Regions from separate parts of the Mus musculus genome. Here regions 2, 3 and 4 are each linked to region 1. A link is a contact called in public HiChIP or PLAC-seq data. All regions are on one chromosome and are shown on one strand. The core of a region is the stretch at or near the end of the contact, and the rest is flanking DNA. Distances in the headings are between cores, read along the strand shown.

The links. HiChIP or PLAC-seq counts read pairs in DNA pulled down with a chosen protein or histone mark.
Region 2: a contact with region 1 is called in an H3K4me3 HiChIP or PLAC-seq map of embryonic basal ganglia, with 5 times the contacts expected there. The contact joins the enhancer-like site here to the promoter of D14Ertd670e in region 1. A contact is called at or near these places in 7 of 484 Hi-C or Micro-C datasets (the CH12 cell line, the HPC-7 cell line, adipose-derived mesenchymal stem cells and 4 more), 12 of 115 datasets of contacts at active chromatin or transcription factors (SST interneurons, bone marrow-derived macrophages, craniofacial prominence and 8 more) and 1 of 9 other capture datasets (embryonic stem cells).
Region 3: a contact with region 1 is called in an H3K27ac HiChIP or PLAC-seq map of regulatory T cell precursor, with 6 times the contacts expected there. The contact joins the enhancer-like site here to the promoter of D14Ertd670e in region 1. A contact is called at or near these places in 1 of 15 datasets of contacts at CTCF or cohesin (pro-B cells), 9 of 484 Hi-C or Micro-C datasets (bone marrow-derived macrophages, embryonic stem cells and erythroblasts), 6 of 115 datasets of contacts at active chromatin or transcription factors (bone marrow-derived macrophages, embryonic basal ganglia, embryonic stem cells and 2 more) and 1 of 9 other capture datasets (embryonic stem cells).
Region 4: a contact with region 1 is called in an H3K27ac HiChIP or PLAC-seq map of CD8 T cells, with 17 times the contacts expected there. The contact joins the enhancer-like site here to the promoter of D14Ertd670e in region 1. A contact is called at or near these places in 17 of 39 promoter capture datasets (the 3T3-L1 cell line, 3T3-L1-derived adipocytes, the C10 cell line and 11 more), 3 of 15 datasets of contacts at CTCF or cohesin (the NIH/3T3 cell line, large pre-B cells and pro-B cells), 35 of 484 Hi-C or Micro-C datasets (the G1E-ER4 cell line, the HL-1 cell line, LSK cells and 16 more), 26 of 115 datasets of contacts at active chromatin or transcription factors (CD8 T cells, T-cell acute lymphoblastic leukemia, bone marrow-derived macrophages and 15 more) and 1 of 9 other capture datasets (embryonic stem cells).

What each region holds. Positions count from the first base shown.
Region 1 is chr14:19,837,207-19,840,910 of GRCm38.p6, reverse strand. D14Ertd670e (DNA segment, Chr 14, ERATO Doi 670, expressed) reads right to left here and starts at 1,986. Exons shown (of 3, transcript NR_105025.1): 1 at 1,924-1,986.
Region 2 is chr14:20,046,593-20,050,296 of GRCm38.p6, reverse strand. No RefSeq gene overlaps it. Among named protein-coding and RNA genes, the nearest start is that of Saysd1, 35 kb to the left of the region's middle. Within about 2 kb of position 1,971, at least 55 of the 459 cell types and tissues checked have an H3K27ac peak or open chromatin away from gene starts, as enhancers often do. A contact at or near this core is called in SST interneurons, craniofacial prominence, embryonic basal ganglia and 3 more, where this site is marked.
Region 3 is chr14:20,010,536-20,014,239 of GRCm38.p6, reverse strand. No RefSeq gene overlaps it. Among named protein-coding and RNA genes, the nearest start is that of Gng2, 35 kb to the right of the region's middle. Within about 2 kb of position 1,554, at least 31 of the 459 cell types and tissues checked have an H3K27ac peak or open chromatin away from gene starts, as enhancers often do. A contact at or near this core is called in regulatory T cell precursor, where this site is marked.
Region 4 is chr14:19,992,012-19,995,715 of GRCm38.p6, reverse strand. No RefSeq gene overlaps it. Among named protein-coding and RNA genes, the nearest start is that of Gng2, 17 kb to the right of the region's middle. Within about 2 kb of position 2,090, at least 33 of the 459 cell types and tissues checked have an H3K27ac peak or open chromatin away from gene starts, as enhancers often do. A contact at or near this core is called in CD8 T cells, the G1E-ER4 cell line, memory CD8 T cells and 1 more, where this site is marked.

The DNA.
Region 1 (3,704 bases), core at 737-3,236:
CTTCAAGAAATGCCCCAGGAGACTCTTCTGGGGCTGGAGGAGCCTCAGTAGTTTAAGACAAATTAGTGGTGGCAAGCTGCACCCTGAATTCCAGTCATAAGATTCTGGTGACAAGTGTCCACAGCCTGGGAACCTGCATATGTATTGGGGTCCCATTTGGATGGAGAGACTGCCTCAAATCGAGTAGCTTTTTAAAAGCATTCATACCAGCAGCTGAGCCCCCCCCCCCAAAAAAAAACCTTTATCTCAATTCAGATCTATGCCCATGAATCCCTTTTCCTTTGGGAGTAACTGGTCAGAAGGAATTACTGACAAACATTCCAGGTAGGGAAACGGGTGCATGGGACAGATTCCAGAAGAGAGTGGGGGGCTTGGGCTTATCAGAAAAAGGGACTCTGTGTCTTCCAGTTATGCAGATCTGAAGTAGAGAAAGGAGTATAGAGATCAAGGAAAGGGTGATGCCCTTCTTTAAACCACTCCCCCCCACCCCCACCCCCACCCGCCTCTGGAAGGAAAAGCGTCTTATGTGACAGAAAAACAGATGCTGGGACTTGAATCCAGAATGGGGTATGGTGGGCCCTCAAGCTGGGAAGCCAAAGGTGCCTTAGAAGCTGGCAGGGCAGTAGGTGAAGAGAGCAGCCCTCCCTGCACCGGTGCACGAAGGCCACTGTCCAGGCCCAGGCTCCACTTAGAGCCAAGAGGAGTGAAGGGCTCCGTCCCGCACCCTCGCTAGAGCCCACAGAGAATCCAGCCTACCCAGGTCCCGGGGGACATTGTCACATGAAGAAGGCCAGGGCTGGGGACAGACCCCCCAACTGTAGGGCCCGGGTAAGAGAAGCACTGGGGTACAAATCAAAAAACAAGGAGCTAACATCGGCAGAGGGTGCCACCTGTTGGCAGAATACGGGAAAACAGCAGAATTTTAACCAGTTGGTCAGATCAGATCCGACAAAACAAAAACACCAACAGCAAAATCAAGAAATCAATTAAACAAACCCCAAACGTGCCTGTCACACGTTCAGTCAGTTCTCTGGGTCAGACTTGCCTTTCATGCATTCAATAATCCACACAGTTGGCCAGTCACTCATTCAAGCAAAACTGAAACCAGACCTCACATGAGAGACTGAACCAGGATTCAGAGTCCCCACTCTTTACGTTCCAATTTAGTGTAGAAGGGGGACTAGGAAAGAGTTTCCTGTCGAATATTGTCTTCCTAAAACAGGATGAGGGCCTTAAATATCCATCCATCTTACCCAGAAGAGACCCCCTTTTCGGGGCCTATCTCTCTTATCCAGAAGGCTTCCATGGGGGCACATGCTCACCACCCATAATTCAGTCTACAGAGTCACCTCCTACCAGTGACAGAAGGATTCCTTGCTGGGAACACAGCAGTAACTCCGGACCTCTCCGGACTCAATGAGAGGTGTGGGGTCCTGGAATGCTCAGCGAAGGAGCCTCCCCTGCAGCCCCTCCTGCACGAGGAAGGCCAGGAGCGAGGTTGAGTCTCATGGAGCAGAGGGTGGGAAATCTCGTGTGGCTTCCAATTTTATGATCCACATGAGATACTTACTGACAACCATACTGATTTAGACAATAATTTTAAGTCCTTTTATTAATAACCAGACCAAAGAGGGGCTTGAGCCCTTCAAAATGTCTCTTGGTGCCTGAGCTCAGGGATACAGAGCTTTTAAGGCAAAACCACACAGATACATTTATATGAGCGTCAGAGTAAACTTGAAACATTCACTCCTGGCAGAGCTTAATAGGTATTTTAGACATAACTCGCCAATTACTCTGTTCAGCACATCTGGACCGTAGTCAAGGCCATGGAGATCTCAAACGTGTTGCCAAGGGATACGTGGCCTTTGTGGGAAGGGCTGAGAACCGTCTAAGCACACACACAACGGAATCAGGTAGTGTTACCTTAGTCATTTCAATGGGAAGCTCACTCAGCTTGTGGTAGCCATTCTCAGGCCTGTGGCCCAGGTTTCATTTAACAAGTCTGAGGCGTGGTGGAGGCTGGGGAGTGGGTACTTCTTCACTTCATTTTTTCAGGCAGGGTTTTGCTGCTCAAAGCTGACCTTAAACTTACAATCCTCCTGCCTCAGCCTCCTGCGTGCTGGGATTACAGAGGTACATCACTATATCCAGCTTGAAAATGTGTGGTCTGATGGGTTTCTGGCAGTTCTGAGGCATCTGTTCCAGGTGCCATGGATTTCTGACACCTGCAAAGGACAAGGTTCACACCATTGTCCAGTGGCTCTCTCTCTCTCTCTCTCTCTCTCTCTCTCTCTCTCTCTCTCTCTCTTTCCTTTTTTTGTTTTTTGTTTTTGTTTTTTCTTTTGTTTGTTTTTTCGAGACAGGGTTTCTCTGTGTAGCCCTGGCTGTCCTGGAACTCACTTTGTAGATCAGGCTGGCCTCCAACTCAGAAATCCGCCTGGCTCTGCCTCCCAAGTGCTGGGATTAAAGGTGTGCGCCACCATGCCCGGCTAAAATTATTTTTGCTGTTTTGTTCTTTGTTTGAGGTTGGGATTTTTTTTTTGTTTGTTTGTTTTTGTCGTTGTTTTTGTTTCGTTTTTTCGAGACAGGGTTTCTCTGTATAGCCCTGGCTGTCCTGGAATTCACTTTGTAGACCAGGCTGGCCTGGAACTCAGAAATCTGCCTATCTCTGCCTCCTGAGTGCCAGGATTAAAGGCATGGGCCACCATGCCCAGCTCCAGTGGTTCTAAACCTTCCCAATGATGCAACTCTTTAATACAGCTCTGCATAATGTGATGATCTCGTACCATAAAGTTATTTTCTCTGCTACTCCATAACTATAATTTTGCTACTGTTACAAACTATAATGTAAATATTTTTTGGAGCTAGAGGGTTGCCAAAAGGATTGAGAGCTGTTGTTACACAGCTGAATCTTATGTCAGCTGTGCATGTATCTTCAGATTCTGTGCAAAGTATTAGCTGCATAAAAATCAGAATGTTGAGACTATTATTTGGTATATAGGTACAGTAGGTGTAAATAAAAGAGAGAAAATTAAACAAACATATTAAGTATTCATGTAGATAAAATGTAAACATAGCTAGGTATGGTGGTGCATGCTTTTAAGTCCAAACACTTGGGAGATAGAGGTGGGCAACTCTCTGTAAGTTCAAGGCCAGCCTGATCTACGTATAGAGCTATGGGCCAGCTAGAGATACATAGTGAAACCGTCTCAAAAACAAAGAAAACAAAACTAAAAAAAAAAAAAAAGTGAATATAGGAATTTTCAGCTATACAAATTAGTAATATTAGTTAAATATGCAAATAAAGTGAGGGTAAAAATAATTGGGCTGTAGCTCCGAGGGGTAGAGTACCTGAGGCCTGGCTTCCTCTCCAAAACATACCATAAAAAGCAAGGAAGCCCGGCGTGGTGGCGCACGCCTTTAATCCCAGCACTCAGGAGGCAGAGGCAGGCGGATTTCTGAGTTCGAGGCCAGCCTGGTCTACAGAGTGAGTTCCAGGACAGCCAGGGCTACACAGAGAAACCCTGTCTCAAAACAAAACAAAACAAAACAAAACAAAAAAAACCCCAAACAAACAAACAAACAAACAAAGTAAGGAAGCCTCAATTAACAAAAACAGGAGTTCACCATCTACCTTCCCTCAAGGAGCCCGCCGACAGGCGGATGGGGGATGAGCAAAATACGGCCTGATTGGGAGTGAGGGC
Region 2 (3,704 bases), core at 722-3,221, 210 kb before region 1:
GCCATTCCTGGCCCAAGGCCTCTCCATCCTGCGGACACCAGGACCTGAAATGAAAACAGTTCATGCAGTCTTCATTCAGACGGAAGGGTCTCACGTGCTTGCTGGAAATGAACTGAAACCACACGCAAGGCTAAGATTATATAACATGAAAGATTTCCACTATTTAGTGTTGAAGGGCTATCTTCTAAACAGCAAGCTTATCGCTGACCCTAGAAAATCACCTTTCCCAAATTTGACGGTACTGACCACAGACTGCTGTAGGCAAAACACTGCGGTCAGCACACAAAGCAGGTTAGGTCCAGCTTTTATGCTCGTGGGGTCGGTCAGAGTTGCAAAACATCTAAAAAAGCAAGCCATGTGGTATGGGTTATGTCAGGATTTTTCACAAAACAGTCATTGAAAGAGAGTGCCCCTAGGGTCCATGGCGTCTAAGATCATGTAGTGTACAGAGAAATAAGCAGAAGACCCTGCCAGTCTCTGCCTATGAAGGAGACAAGGAAAACAGCAAGCTTTCACATTAGTTAGATATGTTTGAGATTCCTTAGGAAATATTAGGTTACATAGGAATAAGGAAACAGAAGACAGACGTCTTCCTGTGAGCTGAGACAACAGAACGACGAATGCTGAGCTGCTGATTGCAGCCTTTGCAAACTGCTTGTCCCCTTCTCTGTTTCTGGAAAGGGTCACATCTGCTCCTCTCTCACCAGCATCTACTCAGACCCCAAGTTCTGTTTGCTAAAGATAAAACTGTCATTGTTTATTATTATTGTTGTTGTTTGTTTGTTTGTTTCTCTCATATAACACATCTCGACTACTATCTCCCTCCCTCTACCCTTCCCAGTTTCCCCCAAAACCTCTTCTCTATCCCAGATCGGTGGAATCCAGGATCTTCCGTTTCCCTTCAAAAAAAGAGCAGGGCCCTCAGGGATATCAACATGGCATAACAAGCTGCAATAGGATTAGATGCAAACCCTCACATCAAGGCTGGACAAGGCAGCCCAGAAGGAAGAAAGGGGTCTGAAAAGCAGGCAAAGGAGGCAGAGACAGCCAACACTCCCAACAAAACCTCTGAGTTATACAACCATAACATATACCCAGAGGACTTAGTGCACACCTATGTAGAATCTATGGTTGCTACTACAGTCTCTGTGAGCCCTTATGAGCCCTGCTTAGTTGATCATGTGGGCCATGTTCTCCTGGTGTCCTCAATCCCTCCTTGTCTGCTAGGGTTCCCTGAGCTCTGCCTAATGTTTAGGGATAAAACTGCAGATATCAGCTTCTGTAAAACTTGCTTAGTCTTGAGAAATGTATCCTTTGGGATGGGGATAAAAAAAATCACCCTAATATGGCCACAAAATTATGCCAATGCCTAACCCTATATAAACCATGAAATATTTCTGATCAGCACTGGGTTTCTTTAGGCAATAGCAACTCACTGATTAAAGAATTTTTCCTTTAATTCCTTTAATTCTCATTCAAGAAGGTTGAAGCCTGGCCTCAGTGCCTGTGCCCAGCACCTCAACACATTTGAATAGAGAGCAATTAGAAGGCAGGACAAAGGAAACTCTCCTGGGTCCTCTTGAACAATGACAACAGGGACAAAAGAAGCTGGCTACATTGTATCCTGTCCCTATTTGTTTCTCTTTGTGTCCCACATGCTCCTGGTGGAGAGTGGGGGCTGACAACCCGTGCTGATTCCTCTTGTCCTATAGCAGGCGGCTTGGACCATGCTTGGCTGCAGACCTGGGAGCTCACCTATTTTCCTCTGTTCATGAAGACCATAATATTGTCACATCTGCATGCATACAAGGTGCTGATGGCTTAAATACCTTATCTTCATTCAAACATTTTAGCTACTCTAGGAAATGGTTGTAACTCGTGGCCATTTTACAGATGAAGAAATACAGTGCATGCAGGAGCCAAGCAGCTATCAGGTTTGCACAGCTGGTATACAGTGGAAGCAGCTCCTGTTGCCATAGAAACCTTCCTCAAGGCAGAGAGCCCCTATGAACATAGCCTTCCAGGCTGAGCAGGCCAGAAGCCTGTTTTAGAAGAAGGGCTTTAGTGACAATATGCGTTCACATTTACAATCCACACTTGCCTTAAGCCCCATTGTCTTTCTTAACATTGCTACACTGTCTTAGGTTTTAAATTTAGACTTACACTTGTCTCTGTGCAGATCATCTCCTCTCCTCATTGTAAGCTACTGGAGACAGGGATTACCAGAAATTGGATACTGGGGCTGGGGAGCTGGCCTAGAAGGAAAGGTGTTTGTAGCTGATGATGCAAACTGGACCAGCTGAGCTAAAGCCCTGGAACACACATGAAGGCTCTGGCTCCACAGTTCTCCCCATGCTCATCGTGGCATGTGCACCCACATACATATCATACAGTCACCCATATATCATATCATGTACACACAGTAATACTTAAAAAAAAAGAGTCTGCTATTGTTTAGATGACTCTTAGCATTGCTTGTGTTGTATAGCAGATTCCTCTAATGTCAAAACCTTGGAGAGAAGCTCTTCAGGATGCAAGATGTTAAAATGGAGGTAAAATAACAAGGTGCTCTAAGGGAAGGTGAAATACCTCACCCTGTAGCTTGAGGACTAAACAACACAATAGCCTCAGGAAGTCCCTACAAACGACCAGACTTGCTGGGCTCCTCTTTTCGCAAGCATATATAAGCATGGGACTGCTAAGAGACTCTTAGATGGGCTGAGTCACTTGAAAGAGCCTCACAGACCAACTTAATTACCTAGAAAAACACTCCAACCCATAGAGCTGACTTCAGGCTTGGCAGTGTGCTCCAGGTTTCCAGCTTACATGACCCATGCTGGGATGGGCTTTTGTTGATGCTGCTGTCTTTGAGTCATTTCTGCTTCTAAAAATAACCCATCACTCATATTCTTGTAAGTATCCCCCCCCACAAAAAAAACTCATTGGTTCACCAAATTGGACTTTGATAATCTCCTTACAGCCTGTCATCACTTCTGTATCTGAGGTGAGCGGATGTCTCCCTAGGAATAGTGTCACACAATAGCTAGTAAATATGTTCTCCATTCCTATGTCCCCTTTGCTCCAGGATTCTATACGCATGCTCAGTACTTCAAGCTGATTGCTTGAATGAAAGAGTGATGATACACAGAGTAACTTCATTTCAGAATTTTAGGCACAAACTCTGCATATCATTTTCATCCCTCAGACTCCACTTGGCATGTTTTATGTTGCAAAATAAATATATAAATTAAAAAAAATAATGGCAGGAGGGCTCATTATGAAACTTCCAGATGAATTATGGAAGCTTAATAGCTATTCTGCCCCAACTTAATTATCTGACTTAATGCATTAATGAGTGAATTAAATCCAGTCCCTGCCCATTTTTAAGAAAGAGCAATGATGAAGAAACGCAACAGGAAAAGAAACCTCGGCAGCCACAGACTGTGACAGTCAGACCAAGACTGAGTTGCTCTGTAAGCTTTCTCTACACTCACAGTTGCTTCATGGACTGGACTTGGCCACTCAGGGCAGGAGCTGCTGGCTCTGCTGTCCAGGCTGCTGCTGTAGGTCCTTGCCACTTTGGGCTGACTGTTCTATGTGTCAAGACCGGAAGTGCCAGAATCCAGAAGCTTGCAGACAGAGTTGGCGCTCCCATTCTGGTTTGCATGGAAATACCATCGTATGAAAAAGGTACCGTCAGTCCC
Region 3 (3,704 bases), core at 305-2,804, 170 kb before region 1:
ATTCTCTGTCATATGTATGATTTGTAAATTATTTCTCTTGGTCTGTACCTCATCTTTTTATTCTCTTATTGCTTTCTGTGATATCACAGATTGAACCAGGTGTCTCATCTTAGGCAAGTATTTCACCAATGATTTAGACCTCAGATTACTTTAAACTTTTTTTTTTAAGTAATTATTTAATGTGTGTGAATTCACTGTCACTATCTTCAGACACACTAGAAGAGGGCATCGGATTCATTACAGATGGTTGTGAGCCACCATGTGATTGCTGGGAATTGAACTCAGGACCTCTGGAAGAGCAGTCAGTGCTCTTAACCACTGAGCCATCTCTCCAGTCCTACTTTTAACTTTTTATTTTAAGACAGTGTATTAGTCAGGGTTCTATAAGAGAGCAGGCTGAGCAAGCCAGGTGAGGCAAACTAGTAAAGAACATCCCTCCATGGCCTCTGCATCAGCTCCTGCTTCCTGACCTGCTTGAGTTCCAGTCCTGACTTCCTTTGGTGATGAACAGCAGCATGGAAGTGAGCAGGAAGTAGCAACCACTTTGGACTCATTGGTAACACATATGCGTATCAGAGAATGGGAAATAAATCCAACTTGCTTCTTGGTCATGATGTTTGTGCAGGAATAGAAACCCTGACTAAGACAGACAGGATCTCATTAAGTTTCACAAATTGACCCTGGACTCATTCTGTAACCCAAGCTGCCCTTAACCTTGGAATTCTCCTGCCTCAGCTACCAAAGTACTTAGAATTATAATCCTGACTCACTAAGCCTGGCTTAATAATGTTTTTTAAAGCATGAAAAAAATTTAACTTTAATAAGATTCAATTATTTGTCTATTACATGTTTGATATCAATATCTTTATATTATATCAAAACAAATCTTATACAATATTTCATATTAAACTACACATGTGTACTAAATCAATGCAATATTGTTACACTAAATATATTTTATGAGGAAAATTTGTGCTAAAGCTTTTCCCATCACCCTATCTGACCTACTTTGTACTTTGAGTAAAATCAGAAGTAGCACCCTGTCATAAAGGTCCTCAGAGCTACTGTAGAAGAAATCCACCTCCTACCACTTAGCACAGGATACTAAATCCAGCACCTGGGCCGCTGTGTTGTGCAGGCACACTTCCTAAACAAGGCTTAGCTGAATGGTGTTAGTTGAGCAAACAAAGCCACACAGATGCTCTTCTGCCTGCCTTTTGATTTTCCTTCCTGTGCTGTTTCCCGTTTGTGTTTTTGACATTTTCTTTTGTGTGTAGAGTGTTTTGCCTTGTGTTTTTCCTGCTTCTGCTGGAGTCGTCACTATGTGAACAGGAGACCCTCACATCCCTGAACAAATGGTCTCCCAAAATGCTTCTTGATTGCCACACTCTCATTTGCTGATGGAAGAAACACACCTGCCTCTTGTTGAGCAGCACACACGTTAGGAGCAGACGCATCCTTGCCTTATGCTTCTGAGCAGCTTTCTCTCTGGTGCTGAGCACACCGAGAAAGTCAGGGTCTAGAAATAGAGTTGTGACGTGGAGTGTGCAGAGTCCCTTTCCATGTGGTAAGGCACATGCAGGGGGTGGGGTAGGGCGAAGGCTTCATTCTGAATACCAAATCCAAGAGGCACCTGGGAGGATTTACCGCTTTTGAGTCATCCACTGGTAGACAAAAGAAGATAACCACAACTGACACATAGATGCTGGATGGTGGGTAAGCAAGAGAAGAAGGAGAAGAGGGGGCGGTTAGTGAAGTAGAAGACAGCAGAGTACAGAGATGCTGGACAAGAGTGTGGACCGATCATGGTCAGTGTAACTTGCAGTGATATGAAGAGAGGATCTTGACTTTGCACGGAGGAGGGATGCAGATCACTCTGAGATGAAGGGATGAAGGGAAAGGAAGATCAGCTGCTAGAGATAATTACTTTTGCTTGGCTGGAATGAAATACAGGGATGTGTCGTGACGGATGAAATCTACGCTCTGTCATGAGATAGGACGTGATGTCATCCGGAGAGTTTAAGGAGGAGAAATAGAATGAGGATGTTTTGGAATTGTGAATGAAGGCTAGAGACAGGCCAGAAATGGAGGCAACAGGAAGCGAAGGATTCCTTTTTAAAAAACAGATAAATAAGTATTAATAGAATGATTCATAGGATATGAAGGCTGCACAGTGTTCTCCAGTCACACATGAGGGTAAGTATTTATAAGCAGATCTTACTTACCTTCAGGGAAGGCTGACAAGAGGATAGATACTTGTGGGAGCAGGACATAGGCACAGGCACTTTTGAAGCTGCCCATGTAAATCTTACATGAAGATGACTTTGGAAAATATCAGGCTCATACATTAGGCCAGGAGTTCTCAAAGGATGCTCTCCCAAAGGAAAAACTCAAGGCAAAACACTCTACACACAAAAGAAAATGTCAAAACAAAACAAAACAAAACAAACAACAAACCCTAGGCAGATGCTCTCCAGTTCCACCCAAGCCTACTAAGTCAGAATTCAGTAAGAGAAGTAGGTTTCAGCTCACTTTGTTAAAGCTTGGCAGTCACTAAATGGGAAGAGAGAAAGGCATGCTAGTCCTGGTGATCTTTGGGAGCAAACGTGCTGGCAGGACTCATAGCTGCTGACAGGCATCCACAAATGACAACTAACTCTCTTCTGAGCCTCGGAAAGGCCAAAGAAAGAAAAGCTGGCTACTGTGCTGGATGGTCACCTGTACGTATGTTCAAATATTCCAGGAATGTGGCAGGATTTTGGAATTGTGGGGGAACTTACAATGCTGACCATATGTCTAGAGCATCAGTGTTAACAAAGAAATTAAAAAAAAATGGGTCTGGGTGGTAGTGGTGCACTCCTTTCGTCCCAGCACGTGGGAGGCAGGGGCAGGAGGATCTCTATGAGTTCAAGGCCAGCCTGGATTATTTGGAACTACAGAGCAAGCTCCAGGACAGCCAGGGCTACACAGAGAAACCCTGTCTTGAAAAACAAAACCAGACAAAACGGGAACACCCAGCAGAACAAAAGTTAACGGAGGAAATCCTTGTTTGTCTGTGATGAAAAGCAGAGCACAGAGCTGTGTGTACTCTGCTCCGAATCCCCGGCTCCTATCTAGGGCTATGTACGGGAGAGAGAGGCCAGCAGCAGGGCAGAAGCAAGAGATCATGTATGTTTAGTAAGGCAGGCTTCATCCAAGGGTAGTGGGAAGACATTGTCAAGAAGAAAACATTGGCTATAGCCCAGCTTACCTAGCATGCATGAAACATCGGGTTTTTATCACCAGTATTTTAGTGTTATGCTGCTATGAAGAGTCACCATGACCATGACAACTCTTAGAAAATAAGGCATTTATTTGGGGCTTGCTTACAGTTTCAGAGATTTAGTCCATTTCCATCATGGCAGGAACCCTGGTGACTTGCAAGTGAACATGGCTGCAGGAGAAGTAGCTGAGAGTTCTATACCCAGATCTGAAGACAGAAAGAGAGAGGCACTGGGCCTGGCTTGGGTCCTTAAAATCTCGAAGTTCACCTCCAGTGACACACTTCCTCCAACAAGGCCACACCCCCTAATCATCTCAAATAGTGCCATTCCCTGGTGACCAAACATTCAAATCTACGAGTCCATGGGACCCATTGTTATTCAGTCACTATGACATAGAACTGAGCATGGTGTCACATGCCTGTAATTCCACCACTGGTGGGG
Region 4 (3,704 bases), core at 841-3,340, 150 kb before region 1:
CATGGAACTCTGTTTATTGCCTTGCTTGTTCCATGACTATTTGTGTTTATTGCCTTGCTTGTTTCTTAACCTAGGACTCACCTTATTACTTGTATGTAATTAAAACGGTATAAAAGCAGTTTGGGAAAAAATAAACCCGCCTCAGCCGCAGAACTGGCTGGGGTCATGTTGTCTAATTGTCTTTCTTCTTTTTAATCCTCACTCCTGTGCTGGAGAAGCTGTTGACTGACTGAGCGGGCTTGGTCAATCAGGACGAGCTCTCTAGCACTACTCCAGTTGGTCCTCTTAATTGGCAGAAGGAAGTGTCAGCTCTTCTGCTCTCATACCCTGGGGTCTGGTTCACCTGCAGTCACCACTGCCAGCTCCACTGAGCTGCCTAATCAAGGTGCAGCGCCCGCTCTCCCAAGTGCTACAGCCTGTGAGGGGCTGGGCCTACTCTCCTTTTCTCACACCCCCAGGGCTGGCTGAGCCCAGGAGAGGTGCAGGGTCCTTTCTCCTTAGTGCTACAGCTGGTGAGAGGCAGGGCCAGCAATTCCTACGGACTACTGCCGGTGGCAAGTGGGAGGGGCAAGGGAGAGCATCACCCTTGAGCCCTCTCTACCTCATGGCAGATGAACCAGCTCTCCCTGGCTCTGACCCTTGGAGCTGGCTCCCTGCATCCCCTCCACCAGAGTGGCATCCCTTACTTCTTTACTTATTTATATTTCTTTATTTATATTTATATTTATTTTGTTTTTCAAGAGAGGGTTTCTCTGTGTAATAGCCCTGGCTGTCCTGGAACTCACTTTGTAGATCAGGTTGGCCACAAACTCACAAAGACCTGACACCTCTGCCTACTGAGTGCTGGGATTAAAGGTTTGCGCCACCACCCCTGGCTACGCTGGCATTCTTATTGCTCATTCCATAATGCAAACGTAGAGTCAGCATGTGTACAGATCCATGTCTAACTTCACACTTGGGTTGCTTTCTTCCGTTCTAGGAGCAGTGCTCTAGCAGACCTGGAACGTTAGTCAGGGGCTGGGTACTCTGGCAGACTCGCTCTTTGCTTAAGTAGTTGCTGTGCAACCATTAGAAACATTAGAATATTGTTTTGGCAAAGGTGAGTTCCTCTTGTCTTTTGAAATCAGAATTCTACCCAGGCAGCTTCAGCAAGAGCTGTGTGTTTCCACAAGAGATGGCAACCTGAAAGCCTTTGCTTCAGTTTAGGCACACACTACAGTTTGTTTTCTGCTTTACTCAAAAACAATTTTCATCCTTGACTTCTAATTCTTCTATTGCTGTGAAGAGGCAACTTATGAAAAAAAGCATTTAAATTGGGAGCTTGCTTACAGTTTCAGAGGGTGAGTCCACAGCCATCATGGTGGGGACCGTGGTGGCAGGCAGGCAGGCATGGCACTGGAGCTGTAGGTAAGAGCTTCCCTATGATCAATAAGCAGGAAGCATGGTGGCGAGAGGGGAGGAAGAGAGGGGTGGAGCTAACGGGAAATAGCATTGGCTTTTGAAACCTCAAAGACCACCTGCAGTGACACCCTTCCCCCAACCTGCCCACCTCCTAATTCGTACCAAACAGTAAATTTTATATAAAAAAGTAAGTTCCAACAACGGGGGACCAAATATATTATGAATGGCTAAGGGGCTCATTCTCATTCAAACTACTATGATCCTTTTTGTGAAGAAACCTTGTTTCTATCTGTGCTCCATGTATCTTTCTGGTGTCTCCCAGGACCTCTATGGATGCTTCTCTACAGAATCCAAATTCAACAGAAACTCAGAAGCAGGATCTTCAGCCTTTTTGGCTGGCATCCTCTTAGTTGGGTACAGGCTGAACTCTGATCTTTGGGTGCAGCCTAAGTTTTTCAGCTCCGAGATTTCTGAGGGTGCTCTCTTCCCTGTAGATGCCCCTCCCACTGGGCCCCACCCTCCTGAAACCCTCTACACTTTAAGTTTAGCTTCTTCATTTTGCTACCTGTGCCGTCCCTCATCTCACGATCTTAGACATTTAGAGGTGACAGTGGGTAAAGAGAAATGAAAGCTACCTTGATTGGTCTGTCCTACAAACAACCAGAACAGTGCCCCAAGCTTTCCAAGGACTGTAAATGACATCTCTCACATCACATGCCACAAGACAGCTTTGCTTCATTCTTCAATACTCTTTAGTTATGTTATATAGAAAAAATATCTCCTTCTCTTCTACCCAACAGCATTCTAAGCCTTAAAGCCAGCTATACTAGCTAACCACACGTATTAAGTCCCATGACATCATCTCTTATCTCGAACCACAGAAACCAGGGTTCAGTATGAACATCTGCATCTGTCCCAAGAGAAAATGTTACAGATATACACACCGAGGATTGGGAAAATACTTTCTTTGCTATTGGAACATGCATGGGTAGCTCTATATGAAGATCTACACAAGGTCAGCACTAGAGGAAAAGCCTCCTCCACATGAATAATTAATGCAAAGTTGCCCAGAAACTACTGGAGAGATACCCAGGAGTCTGTCTTGTAAGATTTCTCTCTCTAGGTCATTCTGATATTTGGCCAAGGTGGGAAACCCAGTGGTCAGTAGAAATTCGACCAGGAGGGCAAGCCTGGTACTGTTCCACCTCTGTTCATGTGGTCCTCTGAGGGAGGCAGTATTGGACTGAGCATTTTTCAGGCAAGAATGAGGAGGCTGAGGGGCAGGCCACCCTTCTGTAGGTGATGGAGTAGACTATTTTACAGAGTCCGCAATGACAGTTCAGCACAACTATTAAAAGCTAACAACGAAACAGTAAGGCATGGGAAAGAAATGAAGTAGGGAGGGAAGAGAAGCTGACGAGAAACGCCCTCTATAGGAATCAGTAAGTTCTAATGAAAACCAGACATGCGCGTGTAGAGGTAGGCATGGAGCCTATGGAAAAGTGGACTTCAGGGCTGTGCAATGACAGCTGAGGGTCTATTCTGTTTTAGGTGGAGTCTTGCTACATTAGCCCAGGCTAGCCCCAGACTCTCAGTTCTCGTGCCTCAGCTTCCAATTGCCCAAGTGAGATCTTAATGACAGCCTGGAGAAAATGAAAATGCTATCAAGAAAGAATAAATTGTTTACAAAATTAGTATAACCTTTAATATGAGTTAACTGTTCACACAGAGTTATGTTGGCAACCCCACCAATTAAAACATGATGGGCTTCTGAACACTCCTTTTAAGGATGTGCATAGCCCACTGTGCATTATTTTCCTATTGTCTTAAAAGCCTCCTTCTTGTCTAACCTAGATGACAACTGTGATGTCATGCTTATTTCTAAACCATAATGAAAGGAAGATTTTGGAAAAATCCTTTCAGAGCCTGAACACAGAGAGCTTATTCAGATCTAGATGGCTGGGCTGATAATATCTAGTCTAGACATAGAGATCCATGAAAGAAAGGTACAATTAGAATCTTTTAATTCAAAGTGGGTGTCTTGAAATACGTTTTCTGAAAACCCAATTTTAATGTGTTATTTTTGTAAAAGGAGAGGGCACAGACTTTCTCAGGAGACTAGAACATCTCATTGTGTCCAAGCTGTGCCCACCAATGATTGAATCTGTGATTGGCAGGCAGAATTTCATCTGTAGCAGCTGCAGGGCTCTGCATAGCAGAGGCACAAATGCTGAGGGGCTGGACATGGACAAGCTGGGCGTGGCTTCTCTGCGGTACTGCCAGAATCTGCACAGACACAACGT